Regions from separate parts of the Drosophila melanogaster genome. Here region 1 is linked to region 2. Evidence: chromatin contacts called from public Hi-C data. All regions are on one chromosome and are shown on one strand. Each heading gives the region's core, a stretch centred on a gene start, on an enhancer-like site or on the middle of the called end of the contact. The rest is flanking DNA. Distances are from core to core; before and after follow the strand shown.

Region 1 (5,112 bases), core at 11-2,510, 180 kb after region 2:
AGTGCGCCGCAAATCAGAATTACCAATTCACTATATTTTAGTGCTTGAATACTATTGCTTCCATTTATATCATTCGTAGCAACACCTCGAGATTCCTCTAGCAAACAATAATCATGCTGATCGCTTTTCGTAAATCCCCCTTGGGTAAGCTCTGGTAAAACATGCACAGTTGCTACGTACAAAAATGTTCCAGCGGAGAATAGCATAGCTATACCAGTGGCATTCACGGAATTTAACGTGTCCTTCTGCTCCTGTCCGATCCCAAAATACGTTAAAATAGTCATAAGGGGAGCCGACAGGGAAAATAAGACTAGGTGTCTGCGAATTTGATGTCTGTCTACTTTTTCGTGCAGTAAGAATGTCACTAATCCAAATGCTGCTGGTGCCTTATGAAGCATTATAGCTAAAAATACAATTATCTCAACGTCTTGATGGCTAGTGGTGGCAGCTGCTCCCAATGCAACTCCATCAGCTGCAAAAGAACAACAATTTTTAAGATATGGTGGGTACACCAATATAAGCTTCTTTACCTGCGGCATGCACAACCAATCCAAGAGTTAGTGTGGCATTGTTTTTTTTATTACTTCCAACATTACTCTTCCGCTGAGAGATGTCCACCAACATCATGAAGACAAATCCAAGCACAAGAGAAAGTCCAATGGTCTGTGAGTAATCTGGTTGCTCCGGAACTGATGTCCGTTTTTGGGATTGGCCACTCCCCACATACAATGATCGAATGCCCTCCGGAATAATAACAACGAGAGCAGTTCCCACTAACAATCCAGCTCCCAGCACAGTGACACATTTTAGCTTTTCCTTTAATGACATTTATTAAGTAGAACAAATTAATGCACTAGTGGTGCTCCAAATACCTCACATTAAATTTTTTTTGTATTTAAAATGCCATTGTTTAGTACCGACCTCGCTTAATTTCATCAGCATCGGTATGCTCCCTGCCAAATAAGACCCCACAAGCATAACCAACACTAATAAAATGAGAATTATTGTCTCCTCAGCCATGATTGCCCAACTTAATTTTAATGAGCATAATACCATCAAAGCTACATGTTTTTGCCAACTCAATCGCTAGAGATGAGCCTTATTAACATTTTAACAACGCATATAGCAGCAACCAACTGTGGAACTTATACCATATTCTACAATAACACTTCAACCAAATTAACATCTCATACCACAACAGAACTATACAATTTGTTTTCTTCTCATCCCGTTAAAACTCGCGATCCTACAGACGTACGAAATTTTCCCAGACTGTGAACAATACCTTTAAGTTATTATATTTCATGTCTTACCCACTGGCTTATTATACAAACTTATTGAAAACGGTTTTAGATGGTCCGATACAAATGTATGATACCATTTTTAATTTATATATAATATATATAAAACATATATAATATAATATAATATAATATATATAATATAATATAAGATAATATATATAATATAATATATAATAATATATATAATATTATATAATATAATATAATATATATAATTTATATATAATATATATTTAGAAATAGTACCAAGCATTCTCAACCGACTTTTAACCGATTTTTTATTTGCTCTCATGTGAAATTTAAAAAAAAGAAAAAACCTTTAATGGTTTTAAGAATAATTGTTCGAATGGAGCTAGTGAACCAAATTTTCTTTAAGCTATTGTTTATCGGAAAATTTAACTTGTTCGCAAAACCTATAGTAGTTGCTCTACCTTTTACTGGTTATGATCGGTCACCAGTTAATTTTAATATTTTAAATAAATTCTGTAAATATATTAAAGTGTGCGGTATATAGTATTTTCCTGGTGTCACCGTGTGTTATCCTACAATAATTGCTCATTTGGCTTATCTATATATCGTCAGAAATCACATAACATAAAAAATTCTAGATCCTTATAATTTATTTATTTAATAAGTTATTTAGGGATACATCACTCTCTCGTACTACATGGAGGGTTGTATTCCGTATTATGATTGTATAGCGCAACGTGAGAATGTAATTTATCTCAGTGCACAACGTGTATTACACCATTTACATAAACAGTTTGGTAACCTAAGGTCATACTATTAACAGCACTGTTGATTTTGGTTTATTTATTGTCAAATAGGTAAAAAGTCTAAGCATATGGAATAAATCAGGCTTTATTAAATCGAATCTAGTCTAATTTCAAAGAAAGTCACATTTAATGTTTTTTTTTTTTTAAATCAACTAACTAAATTGTTTCTGTTTATTATGAAAGTTGTGTATACATATGTGCATTTTATATACATGCATGCGTACTTATTAATTTAAGATTTCTTGGGGATTGGTACTAATTGGTACTGTATATGTGAGTTTTAAACGTTTCATTATTTTGCTAATTTCCGATAAACTTATAAAATTAAATGAAAATAGAATAAGTCGTCCAAGGTTTTTAAGAATAGATGGATCACGAATATTTGCACCTTCATCTGGCGTTCAGAATTGGCAAAAACAGGATTCTTCCAACGTTGAGTGACGAATCGTAATCAAACAAATACATCCATATAATTTAATGAATATCTCGTTTTGTAACACTATTTTTTTATTAGTTACTACAATTTGCTCAGTGCGGAGTAAAGGTAATGCATCAATAAATAAACAATCGTTGTGTGATGTACAAGTGTTCATCGCAAAGTTTAAAACGAGCCAAGCCAAATCGCGTATGAAATAGTATAATAAATCTTTTAGCGATTGGTACTTCCCCTTAACAAGCGTGTGTATAAATATCCTTAAAAGTAAAGTCCAATGTCAATGTAGTGTAAAACATACACGATAAGGATATTCAACAGATTGAAAGTATCTAGACGTCCATATGAAAAAAATATCATCATATCATATATCAATTTCCAGTTTTTAAGGAATGGAAAGTTTTCTTCAGTTTTTTCCGTTAAGAAACAAAAATTTTTTTAAGTAAAGGTGTAGAAATATTAACTATAACAGATCCTAGATTTTATATCATTATACGCGGTACTCGTTTTTTTTTGAATATTTTTATGTCTTGGCAATCTTTTATCGATAAACAACACATCGAGATTTTGCAGATGTGGGGTGATATGAAGTCAAAAAACATATGTTACCCATCAAACTACGATGCAAGTTTGGTAGAAAAACACTATTTACCTTCGAGACCAATTTTGCTCCTTGGCCCAACCAGTTTCCACTTTTTATGTCTTCTTTAGTTTCGGCCAGGTCTATTGGCGGCAGGTATTTCCTTAATCCTTGTGGCCGCACAACTTTCAAGATTTAAGCTCTATGTGGGAGCTGCATATAGAGGTTTTGGTTTCCCAATCGGAAATTTTTGCAATCGTGATTTTTCTCGTTCGCTAAAACAAAAAAAAAAAGCTTTTCTTTGGCTCGGTCGCGTAAATGGTCTTCTTTGATCTTCCTTTTACTTTGTGTTTGTTATGTACAACTTTTAAAAAAAAGCTTACACTGCATTTAAATATAAAGTTTTACAACTTAACTAAAATACAAGATAAAACGAGCCGTATAAATTTTCTTTACGTGTGCATATATTTCAGTTAAATCTTCGAAAAACGCATGAAATGGGTAATTGCTTAAAAATTAGCACTTCAGATGACATTTCACTTTTACGCGGCAATGACAGTCAAATCAGCGGGACACAGCCAGTGTATCATGTAAGTACCAATGCACGGGTGCGAGTTTTAACGATAATCGTCGATTTAAAGAAGTCCAAAATTTACTAATTTGTAGTCTTTTAATCTTCAACAATTACATTAAAAATGTTTTTTATGAGTTTATCGAAATATTCTTGGTCAATAATTATTTTTAAAGCAAAGGTTTTGTATAAAACCTGGCCTTCGAAACTAATTTTTTGATTATTCTTAACGAAGATATTTGCAAAATAATGTATTTTTATACTCAGTTTTCTCTGTGACAGTTTCAAAAAAATTTCCCGAAAATAAAAGTGTTGAGAAGAAAAATTTTTCTAACTTGTAAGATACTATTAAATAGTAAAGTAAATGGCATCGCTATAAATTTTTGAGGAATTATGGATTACTTGGCAATCAAAAAAAAGGAAATTATTGGGCATTTTAAAGATTTCTTGGGGATTGGTACTGTATATGTAAGTTTTAAACGTTTATAAAATGAAATAATAAAAAATAAATAATAAATGAAAATAAATAAAAACGTCCAAGGTTTTTAAGAATAGATGGATCACGAATATTTATACCTTCTTCTGGCGTCCAGAATTGGCAAAAACAGGATTCTTCTAACGTTGAGTGCCGAATCGTAATCAAACATCCATAGAGTTTAATGAATTTCTCGTTTTGTATTATTATTAGTTACTACGATTTGTTCAGTGTCGACGAAAGGTAATGCATCAATAAATGTATAACCGTTGTGTGATGTATTAGTGTTCATCGAAAAGTTTAAAACGAGCCAAGCCAAATCGCGTATGAAATAGTATAATAAATCTTTTAGCGATAATATACTTGCAGTACGAAGCTTAGCTATGTATTGGTACTTCCCTCTAAACAAGCGTGTATATAAATATCCTTAGAATTAAAGTCCAATGTCAATGTAGTGCAAAACATACACGAGAAGGATATTCAACAGGCTGCAAGTATCTGGATGTCTATATGAAAAAAAAATCAGACATTTTTTTAAAAGAGTGCGCGTGGCAGTTTTGGGAGGTTTGTTGTGGTCGAAGCAGAATGTTTTTTGTCAAATCGATAAAAATTGTGGACGTGGCCGTTTTGCTTGCTATGAGAGCCCACAATTGAAAACAATCTGTCTATAATCTTCATGCTTTATGAAGATTGCTTTCATATACAAAGATCGGTATGGCCAGATCGACACGGCTATTAATTCGGATCAAGAATTAATATACATTATAGGGTCGAAACCGCTGTCTTCTGCCTGTTACATGTTTTTCAGCGAGTAATTTAACTCAATTGATTTCTGACGGCAGAGTGCGCGCGAGAAGCAAAGCGAAGCCAGAAGCTATGAGCAAAGCAAGAAGATGGCAGAGTGAGTGCTTTGCGAGAATCGAGCAACATTGCTGTCTTTTAGTTATTAATGTGAACGTGATGGATTCGGACG
Region 2 (4,981 bases), core at 805-3,304:
AAATCATTTCTCAAAATTGTGGGTATGGTAGTTTTGGACGGTATTAGGTCGTAAACTCTAAGCCGTTGCAAAAAATTGTTTGCAAAGCGATAGAAATTTACAAGACTAACAAAACTGTAAAACATTCGCAAACATTTTTAAAAAATTTGGGCGGGGCAGTTTTGGGCGGTTTTACGGCTCTAGAGTGTACGTAAAAAAAATTTTTTTCGTCATGTTAATAGAAATTTACAAGACAAAATATTAATATGAAAAAATATCCTAACATTTTGCAAAAGTGTGGGCGTGGCAAAAAGTTATAAGGCAAATCGATAGAAATTTAGAAGACAGAGAATAATTCGAAAACATTTTTCAAATGTATAGGCGTGGCAGTTTAGGGCGCTTTGTGGGCGTGGCAGTTTAGGGCGGTTTGTGGGCGTGCCAATATGGTGCAACAAACTTGCACTGCGTCTATGTCTAGAATCTGTATGCTTTATCTCAACCTTCTAGCTTTTATAGTTCCTGAGATCAAGACGTTCATATTATTCCATTTTATAAATCCATTTTTCTTGTATAGCACATTTCTGTAAGTCGTAAGGTCAAGAAGGACAATTTGGTGTCGTAGCCCATCCCACAGAGCACATTCGTAAAAATCTGATTCTGGTCTAGAACATCTGTTTTATTAAAATAAACATCGTAAATTGTGCAAACTGTCTACATTGAATCATTTATATTACCATTATAATTACAAACAATATTCTTATTAGAATATCTGTTTTCGTGTGTTTGCCCTATGCTTATATATGATATATATATATATATATATATATATATATACATATATATATATATGTGATATATTAAATTCTACCGAATATACGCGAGCTACACTATAATCTCTTCTTTAGTATAAAGCTTAGGATACATAATAATGAATTGCAGCTCGAGCGTTGAAGATGGCTTTGAATGACTTGGATCAATTGAGTCTATGCATAAATTTTAATCATTTCTCAGGAAAACAATAAATAAATGTAATTAAAATACTAAATTGACTATATACTATATACATATATGCTGATTAATATTCCTTCTCGTAGTGAATTCCTGAATTGTATTTCAGAAAAAGAAGAATTTTCAGTTGCATGTCTTATGTATCAACTGCTGAATTTTCAACAAAAAATAAAAGTTAAATGATTACAGATACAGCATTAGTTCAGTGTTATGACAATAGGTAAATAAAGTACATGTGTATATTTGTACCTATGTATGGGATTCAGATCACCGCAGCGGGAAATAAAATACACCATCGTCCCAAAACTCTTCGATCTTCTATGAAGCTACCTTGGCGTAAAAGAGAAATCGCCAGTGTAAATATCTATTTGAATATTTTTTTCTAAATGTATTTACTTTTGGGTGCGCTTAAACATTATTTGAAATCCATCAATAAAGGGATGTGGACAGGCAGTTTTATGGTGACACCAAAATAAGAATTGTAATTATTGTGAACGCATCACATTGCCTTAATATTTTGTTTTTTAAGGCGTACATATAAATCGTGAAGTTACTATACGTTTATGTAAATTTAACATACGTTTATTACATAGTATGGCTTTAAAATAATGTCTATATGCGTAAAGATATATATATTAGAATCTAGATACAATATATGTATATACACAGTCCTTCCATACACATGCATGTATCTATGACATGTTTGGACTGATAGATTTTATATTATGTCACGAAATATAAAAGTTTTGATGAAGTTTCTATGACAATGATGCCATTTTACTAAGTGAAGGTTTTTACATGAATTAATCTAAAATACATATTTTTTTTATCTAAGTGAAGTAACTTATAGTACAAGCGTCTCAGTTACCAAGTAAAGATTAGCTATCTATTCATATTTGTTCGGGTTATTTTTTTGACTGCACCGGTATTGCCAATGTCAGTGAAATGGGAAATGATTGGTTCGTTGTTCATGAAGTTGCTTCTTGTAACTTTGGATATTAGTTAAACAGACCACCGTAAATGAGACTAGTTTTTATTGTAGCATTCAATGTCGATGCATATTAAAATATCAGAGTCAATCTGGCCACGCAACGCCAATTTGTATTGGTTGGTTTTTTATTATAAATATATTCGTCAAATTTTTATAATTATAATGTATAAAATTATGTTTAATTAATTAAATTTCCTGTACATAAGAGTGTTATTAACAAATTTCTTCATGTATAGCTCACATTTTATGCGTTAGGTTTAATCTATTTACGAATTTTCAGAGTGTATTAAAATTTGTTTTGTCCATTTTGTATTATTTATTACCTATTTAACTACTTCTTTCCATTAATAAAATTTAAAATAATACCTGGATGAAAATCGCATTGCAGAACTGGTCATCTATGGAACAACATTGGAGTTGCTGGACCTACACATGTATGTATGTATATGAATGTAGCTATAATTAGGAAAACGTTATTAAAACTCACTGCAGAAATTCAGTTATTCTACCTCAATTTCTTTTCCAATTTGTATACTTGTTTAGAGATTAAGCCATGTCGTAGATGCCGCTCTAGTTTGTCTAGTTTATTGTTTTTGCCTTTGTCTATCCAATTTTTATAAATATATAAAAAATATTAAAAAATAATTTTTTTAAGTGCCTTTTCAATTTCTGTTGATGTGAGATTGAATTATTATTAGTAAAGATATTACGATTGGGAAATTAGCTTACAGTTGAATATTAAAAAACGTTATTAGATTCATTACATATTACAATTTGCATTCCATTTCAGAAATTTATCACTTGGTCAAACAACAAGGAAGAGCCTATTAAAGAAATTGAACTAATACCTGATTTTGCTTGGGTAGCTATTAATGTGCCACTGAACGGTGTTTTTATTAAAATGATTGAAATTGAGGTATATAACAAACAAAAAAAATAGTTATGTTCCCTACGTGGAATTCCACTTTTAATTTTAAATCGATACTTTTTTGCACAGACTACTAAAGTTCATCATTCTTAATTACCATTGCCAAGAAATTCGCACCTGTCATACTAAGAATTTAATCCGAGGGATTGTATCGTAATGAATTCATATCAAGGTGTTATAAAGAAGAAACTGGAAAAAAGTAAGATATTATACAGAAATGTGCTCAACGCGTGCTTTGGTGTATGTGTATTCACATTACCACTTAACAAGTTAAAGGGTGTCCTGCCCAGAGGAACCAGATTAAGCTTGAAGATTTTACAAAAGGAGTACATCAAGCAATTTTTTTTTGAGAAGCGTGTGGGAAGCGGAGGAGCTGTTTTAAATTTTATTACGTTTTTTGGATGATTAATAAAGAACTGGAGAAGAAGCAAACCAAAAAAATATCAGAGCCTAAATCCTGCAGGTCTACAAACGCAATTTTCACTTAAACGACGGCAGCTAAAATTATTGCACTTTAAATTATTAGCCAATAATCATGTGCCATTTAACTTAGATATCCAACCTCGTCCAACATTTTTGAGCCGGGTAGGCAGATCGAACTGCTCTTCAATGATGTTACAAATTTTGTTCGCTTGCTTTCTATGTTGTTTAAGAGAGACATTTTACAAAGATGGCAAATGTAGCTGACATTAAAATTTGCATAATTGCATAAGTGTTAGAAACAAGAATAAGAACCAAGAAGTATATTCAAAGTGTCGAAGAATTTATAATTGCCTTCACTTGTAATTTTAAATTGTTCAGAAATGTTCGCAAGTCAGAGCAAGGCTTGTGATTCTCCGAGTGAGACTGTGCACCTACAGTCTTTACCAAATCATATTGAAGATCTAAAATTTAGAAATTCTGATGTTGAAACGGATGATGATCTTCACTTCCCTGGAATTGCAGCTAAAAATAAAATCTTGAAGCTTAGCTGGTGGCATTCTCCTGTTGATATGCATTATGTAGCGACAGAATCAGTGCAACCAAAAAAAAGTGATAAAGTACCGAGCAATAAAATTAAAAAAGTTGAGAACAATAATACTTTAGTTAATGGTTGTAGTAAAACTTCAGCAAGATCTGTTCCATTACTCAAATATAATCGTCCAGACCAGGATGGGGACAGCGAAGAAAACATAACAAGCGTTCTTGAGCCAAACGTTGATGAAATCTATTCTAAAGACTCAGAACGGCTTGTGGATGGTAAGTTATATTTTTAGCTTGTTAATTACTGTTGACAATTTTTTTTTGTCTACTCGCGAGAATAACAAAAAAAGGATGCACCATCGATTTCCCTCTGAGTAGCAGTCTTCGTTGCTTTTGCTTTTGATTTTCTGAATATCGCATAGTCGTTAGACGCAGCGTCGTTAGACACATCCCTTAATGAGAATACGAGCGGCGATTGATTGTGATTTTTGAATTCCAAGTTATATAGATTTATTTTTAGCATTAATTTCTCATATTTCGTACTAATTTTGGCATTAAAAAATTAAATTTATTTTTAAGAAATAAATTTTCTTTTAACTTGTGAAATTCACAGACACGCATACATGAGCCAAATACTTATTGAATCGTGGTCCGGGTGATGAGAGCAAAGGAAAAGGAAAAATGTGAATAATTTCAAGGGATTTTTTATGAAAGTCTACACTATGACTTATAAACAACTATTTTTCAACGATACATTCAGAGCTACTATGTAAATCTCTTCGGCTCTAAAAAACAGCAAACGTGTGTTCCGCAAGAATATCTGCGGTTTCAGGTATTTTTAATAGCTTCAAAAACCAACAAGCGTCCGATGGTGCCGTATTGTTCGCGTCTAGTCACATTAATAATACCCGTTACTCGTAGATTAAAAGGCTACACTAGATTTGTTGAAAAGTTTGTAACATGTAGAAGGAAGCGTTTCCAACCATATAAAGTATATATTCTATATACATACATACATATGTATATTCATGTTTTTATTAATTTTCGCGTCGACTTTAGTCTGCCAGCTGAATGCTTGGCGAAAAGTTTTAAGTAGGTTTTTAAGGCAGTTA

What was found. Hi-C and Micro-C count contacts between places; a contact is called where the count stands out from the background.
Region 1: a contact with region 2 is called in a Hi-C map of the Kc167 cell line, with 2.7 times the contacts expected there. The contact joins the promoter of Zip102B here to the promoter of lncRNA:CR43956 in region 2. A contact is called at or near these places in 19 of 107 Hi-C or Micro-C datasets (the Clone 8 cell line, the Kc167 cell line, the S2 cell line and 4 more) and 1 of 6 datasets of contacts at active chromatin or transcription factors (the Kc167 cell line).

What each region holds. Positions count from the first base shown.
Region 1 is chr4:312,827-317,938 of dm6, forward strand. It overlaps Zip102B (Zinc/iron regulated transporter-related protein 102B), which reads right to left and starts at 1,261. Exons shown (of 3, transcript NM_001297784.1): 1 at 922-1,261; 2 at 531-816; 3 at 1-472. The coding sequence starts at 1,020. It overlaps Rnf11 (Ring finger protein 11), which reads left to right and starts at 2,097. Exons shown (of 4, transcript NM_001272124.1): 1 at 2,097-2,131; 2 at 3,567-3,683. The coding sequence starts at 3,591.
Region 2 is chr4:130,820-135,800 of dm6, forward strand. It overlaps lncRNA:CR43956 (long non-coding RNA:CR43956), which reads right to left and starts at 2,055. Exons shown (of 1, transcript NR_073614.1): 1 at 1,855-2,055. anne (anne boleyn) reads left to right here and starts at 1,401. Exons shown (of 11, transcript NM_205865.2): 1 at 1,401-1,468; 2 at 2,367-2,412; 3 at 2,769-2,894; 4 at 3,852-4,145. The coding sequence starts at 3,899.